Linked DNA regions of Zea mays: regions 1, 2 and 4 are each linked to region 3. Evidence: chromatin contacts called from public Hi-C data. All regions are on one chromosome and are shown on one strand. Each heading gives the region's core, a stretch centred on a gene start, on an enhancer-like site or on the middle of the called end of the contact. The rest is flanking DNA. Distances are from core to core; before and after follow the strand shown. Region 1 holds the start of LOC100285724. Region 2 holds the start of LOC100285653. Region 3 holds the start of LOC100216717. Region 4 overlaps LOC100194347.

Region 1 (5,945 bases), core at 3,230-5,729, 160 kb after region 3:
CTGCAGACACAAGTGCTGTAGCATGCTACAACTAGAATCCCAGCAGCGACTGCGAGAAGATCCCATTATCAATACAGGGAACGACATCACGACAGCACAGAAGAAAGAAGAAATAGCAGAGAGATGATTAACTGACAGATTGGAGAAAGAACCACCCCACCCCCCCAAAAAACGAACGAGTGTTGCAATGTTTTATTCATGGAAACGGTAGCATATATGGTATCAGCGCCATGAAACCCAACAGAAGCAGCAAAACGACATGTCATCGTCTTCAATGGACACCAACCATCTCTGCATCATCAGTTAACTTAACACCTCTCGCTGTCTCTCCCCCCTCTAAAGATAGATAGATAAAGACTCCAGTGGAAACTCAGAACAACTACTAGCCCTGTACCTGACCCCAACCGCCGAAATCTCAGCTCAATCTGATGCCACCATCTCTCTTTTCGCCAGGGAACCAATCTTCCAATGGATTTCTCTCATGTTTTTCCTATAAGGTATGTACATGTAACGAAAACTGCAACCCCCAGGGCCCGGCCCCCCCTCCTCTCCCTCCCTAAAGTATAGAGAGTATATGCTAAACCTAGACGACATTACAAACATTTCCATTTTTTCTTGAGACACAGGGTGCTGGCATATGGACTATGATGGGGTGAACGAAAATGAAGTATCAAATACAAAATGAGGTGGAGAGCCCCAAACATGGAAAAGCTATTGAATTTAATGGGTCGGTATATGAACGGTGAAGAGGCGAAAACGACAGGAGATGGGGAATGAGGGGCTCTTCCACCTGACAGTCTTCCTTATGCTCATGCTCAATGGGGAGTAGCTACGCAGGTGGTGAAAATGCTCTGGAGGCTGGTGCCTGGTGCCTGGTGATGCTGCAAGTTTGACCGGGTGCTCTGCTCTATGCATTAGGGAAAATGGGAAATTGGGGTACGGGTACCTAAAGCTTCTCAAGAACTGGATACAGAATAGTGTCGCACGGAGTAGCGCAGAACATGCAAGCTCGGGCAGATCATTTCCTTCACTTTCACCCCTCCTTTGTATATCTTGAACGTCGGGACTATCCGCACGTTCTCTGTCCTTGCTACCATTGGGCTGCTGTTGACGTTAACCTGTTGGGTTGCGCAGAAGATAGAACTTGTCAGTCATCATTTAGAAATCCTTCCTGCCTATAATTGGCTACCAGGGTTCCTGGAGACAGACATATCGACGAACTCAGTAGCTTACCTTGAGAAAATTCACTGAGGGGCATTCAGTGCATAGAATGTTGATCGATGGTGTAATTTGTGTGCATTGCTGATTCATTGTCGACATGAAGTAGACAACAGTTACCCCTGAAGAAACACAAGCCAGAAATCACACAGTGACCATATCATGTATGACAATAAAATACATTGTAAACAATGCAGTGCAAGCAATTCTGACATAATAAAAACCGAGTAAATCTCAATATAAATCTTGAACCAGCAGAGAGATAGGTAGAAGAGAATAACTCACCAGGCGAACTTATGGCAGCATTGAGTTGCTCTACATTGGAAACCATCTCCACCTCTCCTCCAAACTTCATATTTGATACATCCTCACCACGAGTCGCCTTCAAGGCAATTTGGGCATGGAACAATGCCTCAGCAACCTCCTTGTCACTGGGAAACTCCTTCCGAAGCACCTCATAGTCCCGCACACAGTCCACCCAACGCTCAAGCTGAATAAAAGTATACAACGGTAACAGAACATTACATAAAAAGGGTAAAAAAAATTATATGTGCGTACTCATTCTTACCTTAGCATACGACGCAGCTCGCCGTAAGAGAGCCTTTGTATAGTTTGGCTGTATTCTTAGTGCCTCGTTGCAGTCGTCGACAGCTTTTCCCCACTTTTCTAGCTTTGACCAGCAAGCAGCTCGATTGCAGTGGAGCACTGAATTTAAGGGATCATACTTGAGCCCTTCCCCATAGGCTATGGACGCATCTAAAAACTTGGCAGCTTTAAAGAGATCATTTCCTTGCTCTCGGGCTTTTGCGACTAGTCTCACATTATTCAAAACCATCCCGATTTCTGCGTTCCCAGGATCAAGATCTCTAGCCTTCTCAGCTGCAGCAACAGCAGTATCAAACCTGCATAAACCAATAATAACTTTTAATGCTAATCTGATTTTTACCCAGCGTCACGAAAAATTGGGTATCGTATCAAGTGTAGACGATCACACCTCCCAAATGCCATGTCAACCTGCGCTTGAACAATATGTATGTATGACTCAGCAAGCATCCCCGAGAGTTTTGCTGCTGTCAATGATGAGGGCAATGCACTGTCCAGTTTCAGCAAGCTTGCAAGAGTCGACTCGGCCTCCTCCAGCTTGTGAAGGCGGAGAAGTGCTTCTGACCTCAAGGCAAGAAGCTGCATGGAAAGCATGATGTCGGTATAAATTCCACTACCAAACACAATATAGCAACACTTCCAGCACTTCATCAAAACATCAATCATGTGGAAGTCGTTACCAACTGAGAGGAGTCGGCGCCAGCAGCAATGGCGGCATCAGCCTCCCTCAGAGCGCTCTTCCAATCCCCAATTTTCCTTGCATCTGTGCATCTTCCCAGATGGACCTCCACCTCCTGCAGCTTATGCCACTCGGCAGGGTCTGAATGCTGAAGATGACCCGCCTGGGTGAAATGCCTCCGCGCCTTGTCAATCATCCCCAGTCTGAAACAACACAACTCTCACAGCATATCAGCAGAAATTCAAATAATTGAGCATGTCATCAGTCGTCGACACCTAATTCCAGGGGAGAGTCAGGACAATCTACAGTATAAACAATATTAAGGAACAGAAATTTAGGATGCATCAGCATTGTGTGGTCTAAATCCAATGAACCTAACGAAATCGTCATCAAGCAACCTTACAAAGTACAGCTAAGCAGACACCCCTTCTATCAGCGTTTTGTGATGGGAAGCTTTAATGACAATTTTACCCACAATCAAAGCAAGACAACATTAGCTTTACTTACATCCAGATAAATCAGCGAAATATTTTTTTCATTTTTAATTGCAAAAATTATCAATATCTTCCATCCTGAGGCTGCAAATAAAATGAATGGAGTGTGAAGGCGGAGCAATCGCAGAACTACATCTCACCGCCTCAGTGAAAAGGAAAAAGTGAAAGGCGCAACACTCATGTTGCTTTCTCTTCCGTCTCGCTCACAGAGAAAGCCATCAAGAAAGCAACATCAACATGCAGATGGAACCATGGAGAACAAAATCGAAACAAGAGCTAGAGATCTTGATGGGCAATCAGTTCTAAAATCTAGTACAGGTTCCAGCGCAATGGTGGAGGTAGTAGGAAGACTGCAGCAAGCTCACCGAAGGCAAACGCCTGCGACGCGGCTGTGGGCGCGGCCGCTGACCGGGTCGAGTCGGACAGCCTCCTCGCATTCATGAAGCGCGTCGGCAAGGCGGCCGAGTCCTATGAGCGCGGCGGCTCGGTTGCCCCGGCATGCGGCGCTCTCGGGACACAGCGCCACGGCGCGCTCGTAGTGCCGCAGCGCCTCCCCGTACTTACCCTTTTTGTACCACTCGTTCCCCAAGCGGGTCACCTCCTGGAGGCTCCCACTGCTTGCCGAAAAGCTCGCCGGCGATCTCGAGGAGTGTCCGAGGAACGAGGAGTCAATGCTGCTCCTGGCAGGGGCCATGCCGGTGCCGCGCATGATGCTCCCGTGGCCGTAGTGGCCGGTGCCGGATCCGAGCACGTCCGGGCGGGAGCGCGACGGAGGGGGCGCGGCCGCCGTTGCCGGGACACGCACGGGCGGGAAGATGTTCCCGGTGGGAAGTGCATTCAGCATCGGCGAGCTCGCCGTGCTCCCACGGTCCCCGCTGCCGCCGCCCCTCCCCCGGCTGCCGCCGCCAGTGAATATCAACTGTCCAGATCCGGACCGCCTGTGAGCCATCAGCCGCGGCGGGTTGCACTCGCCCACCAGCTCGCCGGAGTGGCTCCTCCCGCCCGCCATCCCAGCATTCGACGGAGCCGGCGACTTGGCCGACCCGGAGGACGAGGACGACGACGTCGCCACGCTCGCCCGCACCCGCAGCGGCGACACCGGCGAGCCGAGATCCGCGAAGACGTTCGCCTTGGCGTCTGGCTTGTCTCTTACCTCATCGTCGTGCAGCGCCAGCGCTGCTGTGCAGTGGCGTATCCGGTCGGCTTCCGACATCGCCGGATCTCCCGGCGCCGCCTCAGCAATGCCGGTACCTGCACTCCTCAACTCCCACTACTCCGCCTCCTTCTCCTCCCCTCGGCAAGCAAGCAGGCATAGAACCACGCACACAAGAACAGCTTGCTCTTGTGAACTACTGCTCGCGCCACCCGCCACCACCACCCAGCAAGAACCCTGAGCAATAAATCGCGGAGCAAAAGCGAGTGCTGATTCCTCGTGAGGTGGATGGGTTAAAGGATATCCTCAGCCCTCGGGGAGGAGGAGAGAAGGGAAGGAAGAAGGGGAGAGTGGGAGCGAGGGGAAGAAATAGTGAGTGAGAGGGGTGGCCTTGAGAGGCTGCGGATGTTCCAGGGACCAACATGAAAAACAGCGCTCCTTTTATTTTTCTGTGGGTTATTTGAGTCGGAGGACGGGTTTTGTTTATATCGAATTATCGACATATCGTCTTGGAGTTTAGGGGGTTTATGTTTTCTCTCGATATTTTTGGGTTTTTTAGCGTGGGGTTTCTCTGTTCTCTCTCCTAAGTCATGGTGATATCAAGACTTTGGTGAAAAAGCACAACCATATTTGGACAATAACTTTTTTGAAGATTAGTTATAGCTTGCACGTTCTTGCAATACAAATACAAACATTTTGTATGAACTCTACTTACAATACAAATACAAATATGATGTATAAATTCTATGTGGTTTTGTATTCGGAGTATATTATACGTGTCTATCTAGCAAAATACTCCCTACGTTTCTTTTTATTTGTCGCTGGATAGTGCAAAATTGCATTATCCAGCGACAAATAAAAAGAAACGGAGGGAGTAAGTTTTTAGCTTTGTTTAACGAGTTTAGGAGAATGTACTAGGGTTAACAGTTAACTGCTAAAATTAGCTATGTACATCCAAACAATCTAGCTAATAGTTCAGATATTAGCTACTTTTACTAAATTAGCTAATAGTTAGATAGCTATTTGTAACCTAGTTAATTCTACTAACAACTTTTTAGCCAACTAATTATTGGTTATAGTGTTGACGTCACGACATTACACATGCTGACGTGCCTCACCACTACGTAACATATTAGTTATAGATAAACCCTAAAGAATCTAAGGTCAATGATTCAGTTACATCATTAACTTCTCATATGGATTTTGGTATTGGGTTTCACAAAACATTTGTAATCTTGCCGGAGAATATGATTTAATATATGTCTTCTCTGTCTTTAGTTCTCTACTTGACGTCACGACATCTCCACGGAGCAGAAAAGATACAAATCGAATAAAAGAAGCACGCCGAATTTTAGAGATATCAGAAATGCATCCCATATATGTAGAGCTTATGACATACATCTCCTATGGTCATTAGAAGCATACCTATCAATCTTTTTACAACTTTGTACCTGAAAATTGTTGATACCTTTAAGATATATATGTAAACATTTTTACACGTGTTATTTGTTCGTAAGAGTCATGACATCTTTAATGGTAAGTATGGGTGCTTGTGATCTTAGATAACCTTTCTATGTGTGTGTGGATGCCTCTCTATTGTGTGTGTCCTTATTATCTCTAGCTCTAGTAACAACCTCTCAGATATGTTTTCAAGTGAGAAAAAACAATATTACATGAACCAAATTCTTAATATGTTTTGTTGCAGCGGTAGAACTTCTCTCAACCATGTCTAGTATGTGTATCATTGATATCTCTAATATCATCTCAATACATTGGCGTGTGAGCAAACAATCTTTAC
Region 2 (5,981 bases), core at 3,007-5,506, 220 kb before region 3:
TTTGGGAAGGACATGAATGTGATGAAATATGGTAATTCTGTGCTTTTAGCTGGAAGTAAATATTGTATGAACATGTCAACTGTAGGCATATAGTTGGCATTTAGTTTACAACGAAAATGTTTTTCACATGTTCCTAACATATCTACAGGTCCATCACATCACACAAATTTATAAAGATATGAAGCCTAGCTATAATTCCCAAGTACAGAAGAGACATTCTGAATGTCACTGAAAAAACTCTAGGAGGGGGAGAAGAATACTTACACCATTTAATAAAAATTAGATAATGTTTTTAGTTTTATAGATACATAGTTTCACGAACGTTGAGTAAAGGAGAAAATGTGTCATTTTGAAGAAAAAAACTAATGGTGAATATCTAAATCCCAACAATATGTATATCTAAATTCCAATTCCTTTTGGTATCCATTAGGTAGTGGATACCCAGCGGGTACAGGTTCTATACAGACTCATACCCACGAATTCTATACTATACTTAAAGCACCAGTTTCAACGGTCGTCATACGTCATTTTTTACGAATAACATATCACAACTATTTCTAATTAATCCACTGCACGTCTATAGAGGCCAGCTCGTCGATCCATTTAATTAAATCAGCGTAACGACGCCCGACACGAGCTAGATACTGTGTCGGGCCAGCCCGTTAGCTCGTCGATCTATTTAATTAAATCAGCATAAAATGTTAAAAAAACGGTGCAGGAGGTGGGGTTTGAACCCATGCCCTAATGGAAGAAGGGCAGGAGACACTGGGTGAAATGTCTAACCAGTAGAACATCACACTAATATGTTTTTAATATTGAATATAAATTATATATAGGTATATATGTTTTTTGTAAAATAAAAAAAATAATTGTGTCGGGTCGGGCCAGCACTACGGGTCAAGGCTACAGCCCAAGCATGTCACGACGTTCTTTGCTCTTGCAAGCATTAGATCGTTTCTGAGACCACATTGGTGCAATGGACTACATGGTGTTTGAGTTTGCTGATTTGGATGGAGCAGCAATGATTTGTCACACTAACAGCAAAATGAAAGGTTATTTGTTGGTTTTAAACGTTAGTAATTGCTACGAAGTAGCGTAATTTATATGGAGCGCATCCAGTTTTTATTGATGTCTGACTTTAGCAATCACTTCATATTTTGATCTATCTTTTTTATAAGTTTGACTTCATGGGACTTATTTTATAAACTTGATCTCACAAACTTTCTCTTATTTGGTCTCTGTATGATGGAATTATGTCATTTTATAATATCTGTTCATTCAGTCAATCGTTGTGAACTCTCTTCTAATCGCTCACTTCATTGGTCGTGTTGTACCAAGACATATTTGCATGTAGTAAACAATAACACCAGTTAGCCAAATAAAAAATATATTATACAGAGAGCGGAGACAATCAATAAAAAATCTTGAAATTTTTTTGATGGATAGTTTACATGGATATTATTGTAAGCCGTCGCAACGCACGGGCAATCAACTAGTGTATACTTAAAGCACCAGTTTCAACGGTCGTCATGCGTCATCTTTTTACAAATAATCCCTCACAGCTATTTCAAATTAATCCGCTGCACGTCTATATAGATAGTCAAACGGCGACCGACACGGGCTAAACGCACGCGGGCCACAACTATAGCCCAGGCACATCATACCGGCCTGCTAACTGTGTCGGGCCAACCCGTTAGCCCGTCGACTCATTTAATTAAATCAGTGTAAAATGTTAAAAACGGTGCAGAAGGTGGGGTTCGAACCCATGTCCTGATGGAAGAAGGACGAAAGACACTGGGTGAAGCTGTCTAACCTGTAGAACATCATGCTAAGATGTTTTTAATATTGAATATAAATTGTATATAGGTATATATGTTTTTTGTAAAATAAAAAAATAATCGTGTCGGGCCGGGCCAACACTACGGGCTGAGGCTACAGCCCAAGCACGGCGCGACGTTCTTGGCTCTTGCAAACATTAAGTCGTTTCTGAGACCACATTGGCGCAATGGACTAAATAGTGTTTGAGGTTGCTGAATTAGATGGAGCAACAATGATTTGTCACACTAACAACAAAATGAAAGATTATTTATTGGTTTTAAACGTTAGTAATTGCTACGAAGTAGCATAATTTATATGGAGTGCATCCGGTTTTTATTGATGCTTGACTTTAGCAATCACTCCATATTTTGATCTATCTTTTTATAAGTTTGACTTCATGGGACTTATTTTAGAAACTTGAACTCACAAATTTTGTCTTATTTGGTCTCTGTATGATGGAATTATGTCATTTTATAATCTTTGTTCATTCAGTCGTTGTGAACTATTTTCTAATCGCTCACTTCATTGGTCGTGTTGTACCAAGACATATTGCATGGAGTAAACAATAACATCAGTTAGCCAAATCAAAAAATAGTATACAGAGAGCGGAGACAATCGATAAAAAATCTTGAATTTTTTTATGGATAGTTTACGTGGGTATTATTGTAAGCCGTCGCAACGCACGGGCAACCGATTAGTATGGGTACGATATGAGTTGAATTTTGTCTTGCGGGTATGGGTTCACGAACCATATACCAGTGTCCTACTCGCCTGACTTCCAACCCTAGTGTTGAGCCCTAGATAGAGGCCCCTGCAGGTGACGAGCGTGACAGACACCATGGCCGGGTCAACGACGAGGTCCTATCGGGGGCTCGCGTTGGTAGGTGAAGAACATTTTTTCATCACAATTGCACCCTTAGAACAGTAATTACACCCTTATTTTTTTCCTCGCTACTATCTACAGAAGAACACATTAATGGAAGTGATGAGTGCTTACTATTATATATATACATCTCGACCCTAATAGGATAAAAATCAGTCAGGATGGTGAAATATAGAACAAGCAGAGAAAGTGAAGATCTATAGAACTTATAAATGCTGACCTTATCATATTGAATCTCTAATATAATCACTGTGATGCCGACCAATGACTTTGAGCTTGTCAAATGGACACTAAGGATGTTGTATTTGCAAAAATTTAAATTGGGCAAATCATTCGATGTAAGTACCATATACTGTGGAATGGCAAGGAAAAGGTTCCTACTTAAGTTTCTTCTTGACAACTAACTTAACAACCCGGTCGCCTATCCAATTCAAGTTAGTGTCTCTAGGAAAGTGATCAACATAGGAAATAAGTAGCTTTAATTGATAGATGATAGTGGTAAAAAAGATCAGGAAAATGTAGAAAAACTAAGTGGATGTATAAAACAATCACCTTTGTTATCATAAGTATAATAGGATTAGCACCAGCAAAATCGATACATGTGCGAGGAAACTCCCATTGAAGTCGATGATGTCAACCTTCACGGAAACTATAATGAGTGAGAAGAGAAAAGAGAATGGAGCAATATGTGACAAGTTGTTTACCAATTTGACTATCAGTGCTTATGACAGCTTCCCTGAACTATTGTGTTGAACTATCTCTTGTTGTATTAGACTATCTTATGCTATTTGAAAACTAGCTTTTGTTGTATTAGACTATTATGTGATTCGAATCTTGTCATCATGTTTGAATTTTATTGGACTATTGTATGATCTAAATTTATTGCTATATTATTATGTTGAACTATGTTCCATACAATGCTCGTCTATAATTGTTTTGTTCGCGAACTAAATTGGAACAAACGATAAGCAATTCATGTTATCGGACCAAATAATATCTATATCAATCACCTATTCACCAAATAAATATCCGGTCTATGAATCCATATATGTTCCGTATGTAACTATCTATATTTAATCCCGAATCCGATTAAAATACAATACGATAGGATATGATTTTGAATGATCTACTATGGCCCTGTTTGGCACAGCTTATTTTCAGTTTCTTCACAAATTTAAGCAGAAGTTCTGCCAAACAGACAACTTCTGCAGCAGCTTATCAGTTCAGCAGCTTCTCAAAATGAACTAAAAGCAACCAACAAGCAGAAGCTGCTTTCTACCAGCTTATCAGATAAGCAGCTTTTTCAACAAGCAGCAGCTGTGCCAAACAGAGCCTATCTATCCATCCATATATGCTCGTTTTCACTCTAGACTGCTAGACCTATGTACGCATAGCTGATGGCGTGTCTATATATCTACGTGTTTGTGTGTGACTGTGTGCAGTTTTGAACCTAAAGCGGCCAAGCCCAGACGATTCACAAAGGCAAGTCTGGAAAAAATGTTGAATTGAGGGATTTGGGCGTATAAATGGCCCCCTCCCTTTCCAAACCCCTCCTCCGTCTATCCCCACAGCCGCCTTGCCTCCATTGTCTCTCCACTCCCTTCTCTTCCCTCTCACCTCCTAAAACCTCCATTGCCCGCGCGCACGAGCGCCCGCGTCGAGGACTCCAGCTCGTGTGTCCGTGCGAACGCGCGGTTTTCTTGTCACGAACTGTCGCTCCGGTCAGGGGATTGAGGAGGTGGGGCGGCGGCGGCGGATTTGTCGGGCCCGAGATTCCCGGACAAGGAGAAATGAAGTACGTCCTTGTCACCGGCGGGGTAGTGAGCGGCCTGGGCAAGGGCGTTACAGCCAGCAGCATCGGCGTCGTCCTGAAGGCGTGCGGCCTCCGCATTACGTCCATTAAGATTGGTACGTGTCCCCCGCCGCCGCCGTCTCCTCCTTACCTAAACGAACCGCGCGTACCTTCCGTTTTAAAACCTGGAACGGCGCGTTAGGGTTGTCATTCGACCTAAGGTTGGGGGTGGTTCTGAGCTTTCGATCCGTTCCGGCAACATGGGCCGGCAAAAGATTTGGTTTTGGAGCGATACTCGTGGCGGGGACTGTGGGTGGAGGTTGGTGTGCGGAGGACCCGGGTTCCTGGTCGAGTTAGGTGAAAAGTCCCTCTTTTGAACCTTCCGCTCAGTGCTATTGCCGTTGTATTCGTTGGTGCCTTTGGTTTGGAGGATATGTTGTCAAAACTGGTCTCTGATTTTCATGATAAGTTTGCCAATCTTGCCACTTAAAGACGTTGTGGTTCTTTTCCTTCAAAGACTGCTTTATAGTTGGGTGGCCACCTACTCAGGGTTATCCTTCGTGCGAATGGGGTTTCCCTTCCTCCTGATATTGTTTAGGAGAAGAATATATTTATGGAGGGATGACACTTCCATTTGACTTTGTAGTGGTCTTAGGGAATGTTCTGCTTAAGCCATAAATCTTTGGAGTTTGAACAATGGTGGTTTATTCATGATTTGCCTGATATTCTAGAACATTGTGGTTTATTTTACTTCACTGGTTGGTCGTCAGCGCTTATGCCTGGGCAAGTGCCTCCGGCAATATGTTCTCTTTAGTATTTTTAACAGAAATGGCTTAATATGTTCACGTTTGGGACAATAAATTTGCCTTTTTTGGATGCCCATAAATTTGCCTCGACTCTCATTAGTTGAGCACAATTTTTGGTTCTCGATGCTGTGGCCATGGAAACAAGGTAGTTGGAGAAGACTAGGTTTCACCTCCTATGCTTGTCTCTGTCTTCCAGATATATTATGCTATAGAGGGCTTGCCGCTGCTGATTTAGATATCACATGACACCAATGCTGATTTAGTTATCTTCATGCCACGAACCTATGGATGCCAGCTCTGCACTGCGGTATCTTTTGACTTAATTCAATCTAATGTTACATGTTTTGATTGGCAATACTTATTCTTATCCAGTACCCACCTATACCCTTTGTTTTTGCTGTTGTTGCCTTGTGACTCTTGTACTAATGTTGCCCTTGTGCCTTGATTGTGACCTTTGCCATTGTAAAATCTATGGTGGCAAGCCAGCTATTGCTTGCACTGATGCTTTAGTTGCTTGTGTTCGTCTTCATGTGGTTGACATGTTCTCATTGAATTACCTGAATATGCAGATCCTTATCTTAACACTGATGCTGGGACTATGTCTCCATTCGAACATGGTGAAGTGTTCGTACTGGATGATGGTGGCGAGGTATTGATATTGACATGTCACAAAGTCAAATTT
Region 3 (6,811 bases), core at 1,254-3,753:
AATGATGGCGCCCCGCAAGCTCTGTGACGACGGCGGCTCTCAGCTCTCTTACGGAAGCAGGAGGACGTCAGCACGGACTCAACCGCTCCGACAGCTGTCCCTCTGCCAGGCTCCGTCGCTCCTCCGACGGCCACGACATCACACCAGCAGGGTGCCAAGATCTCTCCGGCTGCCACATCGGCATGTACTCAGGGCGCTAGCTCTCCCCCGCTAGACACGTAGCACTCTGCTACACCCCCATTGTACACCTGGATCCTCTCCTTACGCCTATAAAAGGAAGGACCAGGGCCCTCTTAGAGAGGGTTGGCCGCGCGGGGACGAGGACGGGACAGGCGCTCTCTTGGGGCCGCTCGCTTCCCTCACCCGCGTGGACGCTTGTAACCCCCTACTGCAAGCGCACCCGACCTGGGCGCGGGACGAACACGAAGGCCGCAGGATTTCCACCTCTCTCACGCCCTTCTCCGGCCACCTCGCTTCCCCCCTTCGCGCTCGCCCACGCGCTCGACCCATTTGGGCTGGGGCACGCAACAACATTCACTCGTCGGCTTAGGGACCCCCCGGTCTCGAAACGCCGACACTTGTGATACTCTTTCGAGCTCAAGTCTTGATCTTGTGTGTGCGTATTTGCTATGGATTTGAGTGTGTTGCTTCCCTCCCTTACTCTAGTGCTTCATTGTGATTCTTATTGTAAGGGCGAGAGACTCCAAGTTGTGGAGATTCCTCGCAAACGAGAAAGAGTAAAGTAAAGAAGAACACCGTGGTATTCAAGTTGATCATTGGATCACTTGAGAGGAGTTGAGTGCAACTCTCGTCTGTTGGGACGCCACAACGTGGAGTAGGCAAGTTTTGTACTTGGCCGAACCACGGGATAAATCCTCGTGTCTCTTGTGCTTGTCCTTATTGTGTCTATTGTGCTTCACAAGAGCTCTCCTCTCTACTCACTTGATTTCATTGTTCTAACTCTTAATCAAGTTTGTGGTGTTAAGTTTTAAGTTTTACAGGATCACCTATTCACCCCCCTCTAGGTGGTCTCAGTAGGCGGCGCTGTTTTCCTGTCAGGTCGGCCAGTGGAGCGGCGAAGTGACTGCGGTCACTTCGGCTCTGTCGACTGAGGAGCGCACGTCAGGATAAGGTGTCAGGCGATCCTTGCATTAAATGCTCATGCGATACGGTCGGTTGGCGTGGCGATCTGGTCAAGGTTGCTTCTCCGCGAAGCCTACTCGAGCTGGGCCTCGGGCGAGTCGAAGGTGCGTCCGTCGCTTGAGGGGACCCTCGGGCGAGACGTGGATCCTTCGGGGTCGGCTGCCTTTGCCCGAGGCTGGGCTCGGGCGAGGCGTGATTGTGTCCCTTGAGTGGACTGAGCCTTGACCTTAATCACGCCCATCAGGCCTTTGCAGCTTTGTGCTGATGAGGGTTACCAGCTGAGATTAGGAGTCTTGGGGGTACCCCTAATTATGGTCCCCGACATAATGGTCAACCAAGCCCTCACAAGTAACAAGTCCTCCTTGTCACTAAAATTCTTCAACCTTTTCTTGTTTACTCTCCTGGAGTCAGTTGTGCCTGTATTAGGTGATTCTTGTCCCTCAGGTGGACTGCCGAAACCATCCCACCCCATACAGATGTTGTGTTCAGACCCATTGAGCAACGTTGTAAAAAATATTTCCTTCCATAGAAACAGACAACCTACAACAAGATGTATGCAAACATAATTTCTCAGGTGGCATTCATTATTCCAAAATGTATGATAATATGTGTCCTTGAATTACACAAAATATATAATAGCTAGGTATAAAAAATACCCTGTACAACAACAAAATATAGGTGAATCAACGACCATAGACAGATTTCAATCCCTTGCACGTAGGCAGATCATGTACAAATATGATTCTAGAAACAAATGGCAAGCAACACACATGAGTTTAATGGAACATGAATCAGGGATAAAGACAAGCAAACGTTTAGAGACTAGTGCACGTACTCGTCAGACTGTATGTCGTAAAGAGCTCAAGGCAGCTGAGACTTCGGACATGGAAACCACAATAAAAAAATCGGAACTGGAGTGGACAATACCAGCTGCTGGGACGATAGTGCGTGGCTGTGCGTGGTTGTGCGATGTGGCGAACGCAGCAGCGCGGCTGGGAGAAATGGAGGGTTGGGGCGGCAGAGCGTTTGGCGGCACAGAGATTTTGTGGAAGAAACATGGAGACACAGCGCCTGCAACCCGCGATGAAAATAATTGAATGGGCCGGCGGGAGACTTGAGATGGGCCCGTGGGAAACGTTTTGGAGAACCAAAACGTCCTCTGTTTGTAGCTACAAAATACGAATTTTCTAGGACTATCAAAAAGTTAGAAAAGGTTTAGCAGGCCTGTTGGAGGCTTGATTTTTCCTATTTATCTTTAATTTTAAGTTAGGAACATTTTAAGAGACCTATGCAGATGCTCTTATAGCCGCGTGCAAGCGCCTCGTAAGACGCCAGTGGACATTCGCCCGCTTCCCGTCCATTTATTAAACTTTCGCAAGCGCAGGTATCTCCCCACAGGGCAGCGCGTGCGGAAACCCTAGTCGCCGCCGATGTCGGACCCTTTCTACCCGTACTACCGCGGAGCCTTCCCGGGCGGCGACGGTGCGCAGCCGCCGCCACGTTACTCGGATTTTGAGGTCGACCTCATCGCGGCCCGTTACGCCGGCACCCTATTGCCTTATCCATCCTCTGCCGACGTCGGCGCCTTCGACTCGTATGTCGGCGCGAGACGATCCGCGGAAGGTGAGAGCTGCCCTCTTCCTGTTTTGGTTGGTATGAGGAGTTTCCCGTGCGTGTTCATCGGACAATGCTGCCGCCGATGCATGTGTGATTTGTTTCTTTGTCGTGGTTGCCATAGTGTATAGTCGTTTGACCGCTTGTTTGTCTGAAACTAGTAGTATTAAGATCAATTGGCCGTTGGACTCAGTGTTTATGTTGGGCGTTGGTGTTGCTAGTGTTAATGGAGCTCGTACTGATCTAGCTATCTTGGATATATATACTACTTACGAGCAATTTTTATTACGCTTTTGTGGAATTGCGTGGCTGCATAAAACTTAAATTGAGACACCGCAGAGAATAATTAAGGGCAGAAATTGCACAATCAAGCATCGATAAAGGTATTACCTTCAAGTTATGTAGGATGTATCATAATTTCATATCCTCAATTGTTGACTTGTTTGGCATGCAGATTGTAGAATTAGACCATTTCTTGTGAATGAGCTTAGTAATGAAGGACCAGAGGATAAAAAATGGTAGTAAAAATATTTGAACAGGGAAGAGCCTTGGTAATTAGTGGGGAGTAGCTGTACCATGAAACAGAATGCTTGGAGTTTTGATATTTGGCTGTCTGATTTTGAATATAAAAATGCTATCACCATCTTTGTACCAATAAATCCAAGCCAATTGTGAGGTTAGCTATGAACTGTAAATGCACTTGATTCTTGCCAGTCTACTGAAAGTTATACTGTTCAGTTCTTCTCAAGTGAGTAGTACTAAGAGGTTCTCAGACAGCATTAGAGCTGGGATTTTTCCTTATTCTTGTAGTACTCTTATGTTTGATAACTATGTTTTTATTCATTTCAGTACATTATTATTATTTTCAGTATATGGCTACCTAATACAGCTGGCTTATAAAGTTCTTTTGTATATATACTATAGTTCTCTATCACCAATCTTTTATGGGAAGTCATAGTACTGTTGGCCAGAATGAGGCTTTATATTCATCGAATACTATGGCTAAACGCCCTAGGCTTGAAAGCAGCCTTCCTATATATCCACAACGACCGGGGCAAAAGGACTGTGCCTTCTATATGAGCACTGGAACCTGTAAGTATGGAGAGACCTGCAAATTTGACCATCCACAACGGGTTCCAGAGGGTGGGGTTCCAAACTGGAAAGAGGTGACTATCTGTCATTATTATTTGTGGCAATCTATACATCTTATTACTTAAAATGTTATTTCTAGTGTGCTTATTTTTTTTTCTAATACATACCTTTACGGAATTATCTATGTTATTTCCAAAACCATGCTTTTATTACTCTTAGTAGGGCTAACTACAAAAATAGAAGGTGAGAACACATGTAGCTGGCCTCAGTTCCTGCATTGAAGTGTTAAACCGTAGTCACTAAGTTTCAGGGTCGATGGGGTCAAGGATTGGGGTAAAGGGACCATGGTTTTTAAAGCGGTAAGGCGCTCCAAGGCGTTGGACCACCGCCTAGACGCCTAGGCGGCGCCTAGGCGACGCCTAGGCGAGGTAGGCGGGCAAGGCGCCTAGGCGTCAGACCACCGCCCGGACGCCTAGGCGTCGCCTAGGCGACGCCTAGGCGACGCCTTAAAAACAGTGAAAGGGACGTATGGCACCTATGAGAGGTTTTTACAAGGCTAGGTTGAAAATGACCTAGTGTACCCTGGACAGGGATGATGTTCCTGGGTCTAATAAGCAAGCTAGAGCAGCTATCTGCAGCCTGCGGGGCAGCCATTTAATTGTGCTTGACTGAGCCCACCTGGATTTTTGAGCTTTATTTAATTTTAGCTGTTTTTTTCACATAAGAGCATGGATATGTTATAAATCCAACCACTTAGGACTTAGGAGCCATAGAATGCAAAGTGGAATAGAGTGGGTAGTAAAATACTTTGTTTGGTTTTTTATACACAATTCTGAAGATGGAAAAGTTACTAAAGTACCCTACTCATCATCTAGTATTGATGTAAAACACTCTTATACTCCAACTCGTAATTGTTGCAGTTTTCTTGTGTTTATTACCGGACATGCTCCCTCTGATCATTAATACTTGACAAGTTCTACTTTACACGATCTTTGATGCTTATATTTAACCATTAAATTCTTCAAGAAGATATCCTTAATTTTTTTTTCAAATATGAGAGATTTTGCAAGTACTTCGACTCCTAGAAACCGGGAACATGGAACTTGGCCACGTTCCTCGTACCGGGAATGTGGGAATAATCACGTTCCTTGTGTTATAACCTAGTTTTAGTAGCGTACCGTGTACTACGTTCCTGTTCCTCGATCCCATCGATTCGGGAACCTGGTTACTAAGCTTCGAATACAAATTGACTCGTATAATTTACACACTTGCAAACTAAATAATGTAAGAGTTTTTTTTTTAAGATTTGACCAAATCTTATCTTAAACAAGTTACTAGTATGATCAAAAGTACATGGAATCTAGGCTTAGCTTGTTTTAATATTCATTACATTCTTTCTTGTTGTGCTGCTACAAACATACATGGAATCTAGGTAATAGTCTTCGTTGATGTCTAATTGTCTACCTAGCACTATCCCACTAGCAAATGTTTGCTAGCCTGTAATCTGTTGAACTGTATAAGTGGATAAACTACCTTCTCCCATTAGCTTAAGCTTTTGGGTTTAACTGGTTAGTACGTCCACTCTAACATGGTATCACAGACAGAGGTCTAGAGTTCGAATCTTGGCATAGGCTTTATTTGTGCCTCCACCCATTTATTTCCACGTTTGCGCCTTTCTCGTTGGCTGCGTTTGCGCCTTTCTCTCTGGCTGCACGTGAGTGGGGGTGTTGAAATGTATAAGTGGATAAACTACCTTCTCCCATAAGCTTAAGCGTTTGGGTTGAATTGGTTAGTGCGTCCACTCTAACATAATCGACAATCTAAAGCTGCATTTGATGTTGTACTCATCTTTTAAATCAACTTACATTTCATTATTTTTTGTATTTTGAGCGTTTCATGCTTCTGAGTCAATAGGTCATGAGTTTGAAGCATCCTCTCCCCATCTGGGGTGGGGTGGGGTGGGGGGAGGCTGGCCTCCGCTTATCCCTTCCAAGACCTCAAGGGAGCTGCCGGCACTGGCTCAGCGCCCTTTTTTTATTTAGTGTTTCATGCTCTCTCCCCTCTCTAGTACTGATTGTTGGTGACGTTTACATTGAGCAAGCCAAGTTCTTACCATAGTTCGGTCAAGCCTCCTTTTGTGTAGACTTAGCCATATTTGGTTCAGAAGCTTCTGTCTTTTTAAAAATAAATGTCGCTCTATGCTCCTTGATCAAAAGAAATGTCTCCGTTTAGTTTATGACCAAAAAGATTCATTTAGTCTTAAACAGTCTTTGCACCTAAATTCTAAACTGTAAAGTAAGCAGTCGGTCACCTATGATTTTGTCATTAAAAGAGGCCAATTAGCCAATTAAATGAGGTAAACAGCTCAAAGGTCATCCGTTGGACATGGCTTACCACCATGTAGAAATGTGCTAGACAACTGTTTAGGCAAACAGTGGGTTTAATCACATTCAGACGGAGTGTGTGGTGTGTCTGTGCTTGAGTTTGTGTCGGTATGTGCTTACTCTTCCTTTTGGAGGGGTACATGTAACCTGTTCAATGCTCTCTTTGTTTTCCTTATTGACAGACATAAAACTTTCTAATTTTACTCCTGACGTTTGTTTCCCCTTCCATCTCATGCCTATCTTGATTCCTCTCACATCTCTTGTCCATGATGCCCCTCTGAATTGCTTTTCTGGCGCCCTTACGCACCCCAATCCACTCCAACACAGGTGGATTGAAGTGGATACTGCATCCAAACAAGCCCTAATGATTTCCATTAAAATTGGAATTCTAGTTTTGTTCTTTGTTATTCAACAATACAGCTAAGTTTTTGCCCTGACTAATATAGGTCGTGTTTAAGATATTAAACTTATGAATACCATCCTACTGTTTGCATCTCTTTACAACATGTTTCTTAAGCCATCAGGTAGGTGGCTAGGTGTTAGGGCAGTCATCGTACTGATGCTTTCCAAAAGCGGAG
Region 4 (6,497 bases), core at 3,564-6,063, 250 kb after region 3:
CCTAGCTTGTTTCAATTGTGTCCTTCCACTTGAGAACTCAGACTATCTTAGAAAATTCGTTGCCAGCAAAAGATCCTATATCCAAGAATCGGTTTTTATCATCTAAACCATTTCTTTTTTACTTCATTCAAAAATGTTCTAGGCTGTGCTTGTGCTTAAAAAGCGGGGCAGCTAGCTAGTCAGAAAAATTTAATTCAGCAAGTGGGTTGGGAGGTTGGGGGGGGGGGGGGGGGGGGGGGGGGGGGGGGGGGGGCAGCTAAAGCTCATTGACAGTCATGACCAAAGGAACCTTTGTCATAGAAACAAAAGGATTAGAACAAGCAAAACATGACAGGAGAGGCGCCGCGTACGTGCCCGGATTTCTCCCTCTTTGTACTTGTACCAGGGAGGGATCCTAATTCATGGCGCTTTGAATTTGGCTCTCCTCCTTGTGACCTGAAAGACTGACAGGCACAGCGCAATTGCCCTGCCCCCCCCCCCCCCCCCCCCCCCCCCCCCCCCCCCCCCCTCCAGTCTACTAGCTATTTGGTGTTAATGATGCCACTAATGACTGGGCAGCTGTGTGTACCATGATGCGCTCCATCTCCGTCTGGGCGCGCCAAAAGGCTGCACCCTTTTTATAAAAAAAGGGTTGAGCGCGCACACTGTCCCGCAGAGAGACACGCCCTTATTGCAACTTTTCAGGTAGGTCATGGCGTCACACAGCTAGAGTCTAGAGAGAGAGAGAAAGAGAGAGGCAGAGAGCATCTCTAGGGGAAGGATCCATCATAGGGAAACATGGCTTTGCACAGGGGCAGATTCTCTCTCTCTCCCCCTCTCTCTGCCTTGCACATGATCTCTCCAAGAACCCAACCAACCAACGCAAAGCTGAGTGCTTTTGCTAGTCTCTTGCGCTTGACATATATATGAGCCACACATGCATGTAATGTGACAGTGCTTACGTGAAAGCTGGCGTGTGTGTGTGTTTCTGGTAGATCCGATCTGAAAGGTGACCTCACGGCACGAGACTCCTTGACAACATCCCCCATTCGCCACTCGCTTTCTGCTTGCGTAGTCTCCCTTTCATTGCATGGTACGGTACGGTGGCAGCAGCCAGCACCGAGCTAGCTAATGCTATCGTCTATCGATCAGAGAGACGAAGCAAGCGCATGGTCGAGGTCGAGGATACGAGCCAACGAATAAAGCCCAAGTGAGGCCCACATCGTCTCCGTGCATGGGCCCCGAATCAAGCGACAAGCCCACCGCGTCGGACATGGAAAATGGCCGTATATGGATAAATGTTCCCTCCTCCACCAGCCCTCTCCACCAGACCCACCAATGTTGTATTACTATTGGCTAAGCTGATGAGCTTGCTTGCACCTGCGCCTGCACCAACAACTCCTTTTTACTGCGAAAAAAAAGGAGGCAGCTTGCTGCTGCATGTCCGGCTAGTTTGTGACAGAAGTTTCTCGCTTTCGATTTTTTTAACAGCACGAGTGCCTTTCATGCAGCAGGGAATCCCAGGTCATCAGTTGGGGCTTTTCTGTATGGCTAAAAGCTAACTGCTAGAAATTAGTTTATGTCATGTTTTACATCCTTAGCTACTAAGCCAACTAATACCTTACCTACTATCCAGCTAACTATATAATTAGCTACAAGCTAGTTTCCTCTAGTATCATTTTATTAGCTACAAGCTAGCTTCAAATGAAAAGGTTTTCAACTACAAATTTGTATAACTCAAATGAAACTAGTATCCTGTTTCATGTCAATTTAAAAGCAGTAAATTAATTCAAATGAAAACGTTTTCAGCTACAAATTTATATAACTCATCAAGATGCACCATTTATATTTTGATCATTTCTTCATATGGCAAAATAAAAATAAATTTGTTCATAAAACATATATCTCTCTTGTAGTTTATGAAACTATATAAGAGAGATGTACAATATTTATTTAATAATACTAGAACCATCATGTGAGATGAACAAATGACCAAACAATCAAAATAAACTTTGTAGATCTTAAAAAGCTATAGAATTATGTAGTTGGCAACCTTTTCATTTGAAGTCATATTTTTAACGAAAAATATGTCTGAATTTAAAAATTTTAAATTTTGAATTTTGAAAACGACGTCGAATGGAAAAACCACCAACAGAAAAGTTGTAGGTCTTGAAAAGTTATGAAACTTTGTAGTTGACAATGTTTTGGTTTGAAATCATCTTGTCATGCAAAACTTTGTTTGAATTTTAAAATTTGAATTTTTTTCAACTACCTCGGATGGAAAAAAAACACCAAAATAAAAGTTGTAGGTCTTGAAATGTAATGAAACTTTGTAATTGACAATTTTTTGATTTGAAATCATCCTCACATTGAAAAATTCGTGTGAAGTTTTCAAATTTGAAATTCAAATTTTGTAAACGGCCTCGGATGTAGAAACTATCGAAATAGAATTTGTAGTGCAACTTTATAGCTGGTCACATTTTTAAATGAATTCATTTAGTGCCTCAAATAAGATGATTCTTAAAATAAGATGTAGTAGTGTAGTGGTAGAGGAGGGTATTCGTGAGAGAGGTTGCGAGTTCTAATCTCACCCCATTCACAAACATGTAAATTTGATTCAAAATGATAGAGCGATGGGTATGGTAATGGGGTTAGTGGTTGGAGAGTTCTTCTCATAATTTAATAAAATGTTTTGCTGTGATTCTTAAAGTCTTTACCGAGTGTCCGAAAAAGTAATCGACAAAGAACCATATATCGATAAAATATTTGCAATAGTCTTTGTTGAGTGTCTGAAACACTCGACAAAGAAACGAGTCCGGTAGTGCGTACATACTTGTAGAGCTGCCGGGGGCAAAGAAAATTCAGAGAGGGAGAGAGAGATTATTCTAGCAAAGTAAAAGCAAAACAATGTGTGTACAGTACACGCTGCTTCAAGACGACCTTGTATTGCACATCATTAGGGTACGTACACTGATAATGGAGGCATCGACAACGCACCTCTAGTACACCTGCCTGCCCATAATCTGCATATAGGAGTATATAGCGGAACAATAATGCAAATTGAATGGTGTGGTCTCTCTCTACTATCTCTCTCTCTCTCTCTTCAGTGACTTCGCAGCAGCAGGATGGACGATTGGATTCCCTAGAGCTGTAGCCTGCAGTGTAGAGCATGTACGACTGCACGAGAAAGTTCATAGCCACGTCAGCCTGGAGTTATCCGTTCATGGCATGCTGCGGTCCTCCTGCCTGCGTACGTACGCACGGATATAAACTTAATTCACCACCGCTCCGATCGTGGTGCCTCACGTAACGCACGGAAACGGGAAACGACGCATACATATGCAGCAGACACGCTGCTTGCTAGCTAGCTGTTGGCGACTCCTGCACAGTGTGTGCGTGCCTTGGAATTTGACGGGTGTACAGTGCACACGGGCTCACAGAATTTAGGAGTACAACGAAGAAGTGCCCCCCGACCCGAATCTGCGACGACGACGACCGGACGACGTATGCATACTTGCATCGTTGTACATGGCACACAGCTAGCAGTACATACACGTGTGCCAACTGCCATGCATGCGTGCCCCTGTATACTGTACAAGTCCCTGTACTGCACGCTGGCTGGCCGCTCTGCCGACCGTGCATGCTTGCTCCATCGCTCGTCACGTCTCACTGCAGCCCCGGGTGGCCCCGCCCCTCTCGTGACTTGCATCGCGCGCGCATGCTGCTGTGACAAGTGGTTGATGAGCTCAATGCTGTGTGCGCACTGTTGCTCCGCCCGGATCTGTGCCAGGAGAACAAACATGAAATAATGGTGCAGAGAGAGAAAGAGAGAGAGAGGTTGCAGCCGTTCTCTCTCTCTACTGCCACTGCCACCGCCACCGCCGCCGTGAATGTGATCACGTGGCGCCCCCATCCATGCATGCATTTCATCCGTCGCATTTGTAGCCCTGCATTCCTGATCCGCAGCCTACCGATGGCCGTTGCGTGTACGCTCCCACAGTGTTCGTTTCCCAATCAATCAACAGCCCGCGCATCATGCATGCATGCATGCCTTCCACATCCACTTGTCCCCCGTGCCAAGCAAATATATGCTTGCGAGGGAGAGAGATCACACTGAGAAAGGACAGATGTAGATGACACTTTTAACTAGTTAGCAGCTAGATGTCATGTTTGGCCGTTCGTCCTGTTTGATGTCTCTATAAATAGTTAAGTAATTAAAAAATATATTTAATGATAAAATAAAATAAGTATTTACAGAAGAATTAAATATTACGGTCGGTTTAAAGTGTGTAAAAGTAAAAAAACATCATGTACTTTGGGACCACATTGGTGAGACAAAATGGTAGACAACACAGGGACACTACCCGCATCCTCCTGACTCCGTCTGATGATACATGCGTACGTATAGGTACGTACTCATGTGGAGTGAAGGCCAGATCGCCATTCAATTTTCCCTGAGCCACTGATTCCTGCCGCTCATCAACTGCAAATATTCCTGCTGTGCATGCCCCATCCAATGCATCACCCATCAATAGTACACTCTGCATGCAATGCAATGCAAGCTAGTGGTACACACACAGGCACAGGGATGTAGGGCCGTGTAGCGAATTGATGAAAATGCTCGATAGGAGAGTTGTCCATCGCATGCACGGCTCACAGCACCACTGCAGTTGAACCCCCAGTCCTGTACAAGGTCAACGTCAGAGATTTGGGACACAAGAATCCAACCAAGGATAGCGAGTATAACATCTGGCTTTTGTCTATAACACCGAGTCACCAAATATATATAAGGCCAAACATTGTTGGTGGAGCGTGGAGTACATGAGAAAGGTCCACCTATAAGGCCCATTAAACATTGTTGTACAATTTTGCGCGGAGTACATGAGAAAAGGTACACACCTGTAAGGCCCATTAAACATTTCAAAACTTCACAGCCCATATAAACATGTCAACTATTCACAAACTCTGAAAGCTACAGCCGAGTTTGGACAGAAATATACACAAAACATTTCTTCTGTCACCAGTATGAAGATGGCCTCGATGCCCAATTCAAAACCCTAAGCACGGGAGCATGAGAAAAGGTAAACCTCTGCAAGATCCCCGAAGTAGAATCCCTTCAGACTATAAACCAAGGCCACCCAGCTTCAAAATGAACAAAAAGAACTGCTTTCGCCACATGCATGTCCAAAAGAACAGTATGATGCTCACCTTACAAAGGTTTGAGGATGTACACATTGACAATCCGAACGCGAAGAACAGAGGCGACCATCTCTTACTAGAGTAAATCCAGGATAGGTTGTTGTCCTGATGCCGAGTTGGCATGAGGCCTTGATGCTCGGGAGAGTGCGGACTGTCCTTGATTTCTACCGCGCCCTCTTCCAACCGATGTGGATGGAGGAGGGGCAAGTCTTAGTAGCCCATGTGCGGCATTGTTGACCGACGTCGACAATGATCCAGAATCAGATTTTGGTAGCATCATGCTCAGGCCTGTACTGGAACTACTTGGATTGGAGAGACCTGTGCTCAATCCTCCATTTGGATTTCCGAAACCTAGAGCTGCACTGCCCTGATTCAAATAGCTGCCAGTTGAGTTTGTGCCCATTAGATTAGACGTGTTTGACCAGCTCATTTGGTTGCTTTTCGTTTGCCCTACAGAATTCCCGCTGCCACCAAAAACTATGTTGCCTGAGCTAAATCCCGAAATATTTTGATTTATGCTTGGCCAATGCTCGGTTGCTGAAATGCTATTAACATTGCTAGGTATTGGGGGCCAATCAGCAAAAGGATCAATATCATCAACTCCATCGCTAGACAGCCTTCCAGAACCATTATCCTTGCTAATAGACAAGGGTGCATTGAAGTTGGATGACGAGCTTCTTCGAGGAGGCCACTCAATGTCGACAGGGACACATGAGCCAGAAATTTTAGGTCCTGAACTAGCCGCAAGAGATTGTAGTGATGGTTGTGGTTGCGCAGGTGGGATTGTAGCTGCTGTAACATGAGAAACTGATGGTGGCTGCTTTGCCTGGGTGCTCAAATCAAAGGGGAGTGTTGTGGATTGCTTTGTTTGAGTACCGAAGTCAAAAGGGTCTACTGAGGGTTGCTTTGTTTGTGCACTAGAATCAACTGAAAGAGATGGAACACCGGATTTCTTAGTAGGACCCCAGTCTTCATCCCATGCAGGGCTGCTCTTTGCAACTGGTATTTGTCCTGACATAGGTTCAGAATGGATCCCGTTTGCCAATGAAGGTGATGATTTTACCTCTGTGTTCCCATTATCTGTAACAGTCACACCACGCTTCTCTTCAATCTTGCTGTAGAAATACGTAGTAGTTTAGTTGACATATTGATGGACACGTAGAGAGCAATGCAGGATAAATGATACCTTGTAATGTCCTTGACAAATAGCATATACTTGGCAAATTGTTGTACATTCAGTTGATGTGCTGTGAGCAATGGGAAGATGAGAGGAATCACATATTCCGCAGCAAACTCAACACCGCACTGGATCAATGAAA

What was found. Hi-C and Micro-C count contacts between places; a contact is called where the count stands out from the background.
Region 1: a Hi-C map of leaf shows a contact between it and region 3, with 7 times the contacts expected there. The contact joins the promoter of LOC100285724 here to the promoter of LOC100216717 in region 3. A contact is called at or near these places in 4 of 25 Hi-C or Micro-C datasets (bundle sheath, ear, leaf and 1 more).
Region 2: a contact with region 3 is called in a Hi-C map of endosperm, with 1.9 times the contacts expected there. The contact joins the promoter of LOC100285653 here to the promoter of LOC100216717 in region 3. A contact is called at or near these places in 7 of 25 Hi-C or Micro-C datasets (bundle sheath, ear, endosperm and 3 more).
Region 4: a contact with region 3 is called in a Hi-C map of leaf, with 2.7 times the contacts expected there. The contact joins the enhancer-like site here to the promoter of LOC100216717 in region 3. A contact is called at or near these places in 5 of 25 Hi-C or Micro-C datasets (bundle sheath, ear, leaf and 1 more).

The regions. Positions count from the first base shown.
Region 1 is chr8:147,328,715-147,334,659 of Zm-B73-REFERENCE-NAM-5.0, reverse strand. LOC100285724 reads right to left here and starts at 4,479. Exons shown (of 7, transcript NM_001158615.1): 1 at 3,360-4,479; 2 at 2,502-2,703; 3 at 2,213-2,400; 4 at 1,787-2,120; 5 at 1,504-1,708; 6 at 1,234-1,340; 7 at 620-1,118. The coding sequence starts at 4,207. The coding sequence ends at 957.
Region 2 is chr8:147,708,478-147,714,458 of Zm-B73-REFERENCE-NAM-5.0, reverse strand. It overlaps LOC100285653, which reads left to right and starts at 4,256. Exons shown (of 21, transcript NM_001158544.2): 1 at 4,256-4,609; 2 at 5,869-5,948. The coding sequence starts at 4,492.
Region 3 is chr8:147,482,658-147,489,468 of Zm-B73-REFERENCE-NAM-5.0, reverse strand. It overlaps LOC100216717, which reads left to right and starts at 2,503. Exons shown (of 11, transcript NM_001359485.1): 1 at 2,503-2,766. The coding sequence starts at 2,740.
Region 4 is chr8:147,235,682-147,242,178 of Zm-B73-REFERENCE-NAM-5.0, reverse strand. LOC100194347 reads right to left here. Exons shown (of 14, transcript NM_001359459.1): 13 at 6,365-6,483; 14 at 4,726-6,293. The coding sequence ends at 5,255. Among protein-coding and RNA genes, the nearest start is that of LOC100194347, 10 kb to the right of the region's middle. Within about 2 kb of position 4,813, at least 19 of the 20 cell types and tissues checked have an H3K27ac peak or open chromatin away from gene starts, as enhancers often do. A contact at or near this core is called in bundle sheath, ear, leaf and 1 more, where this site is marked.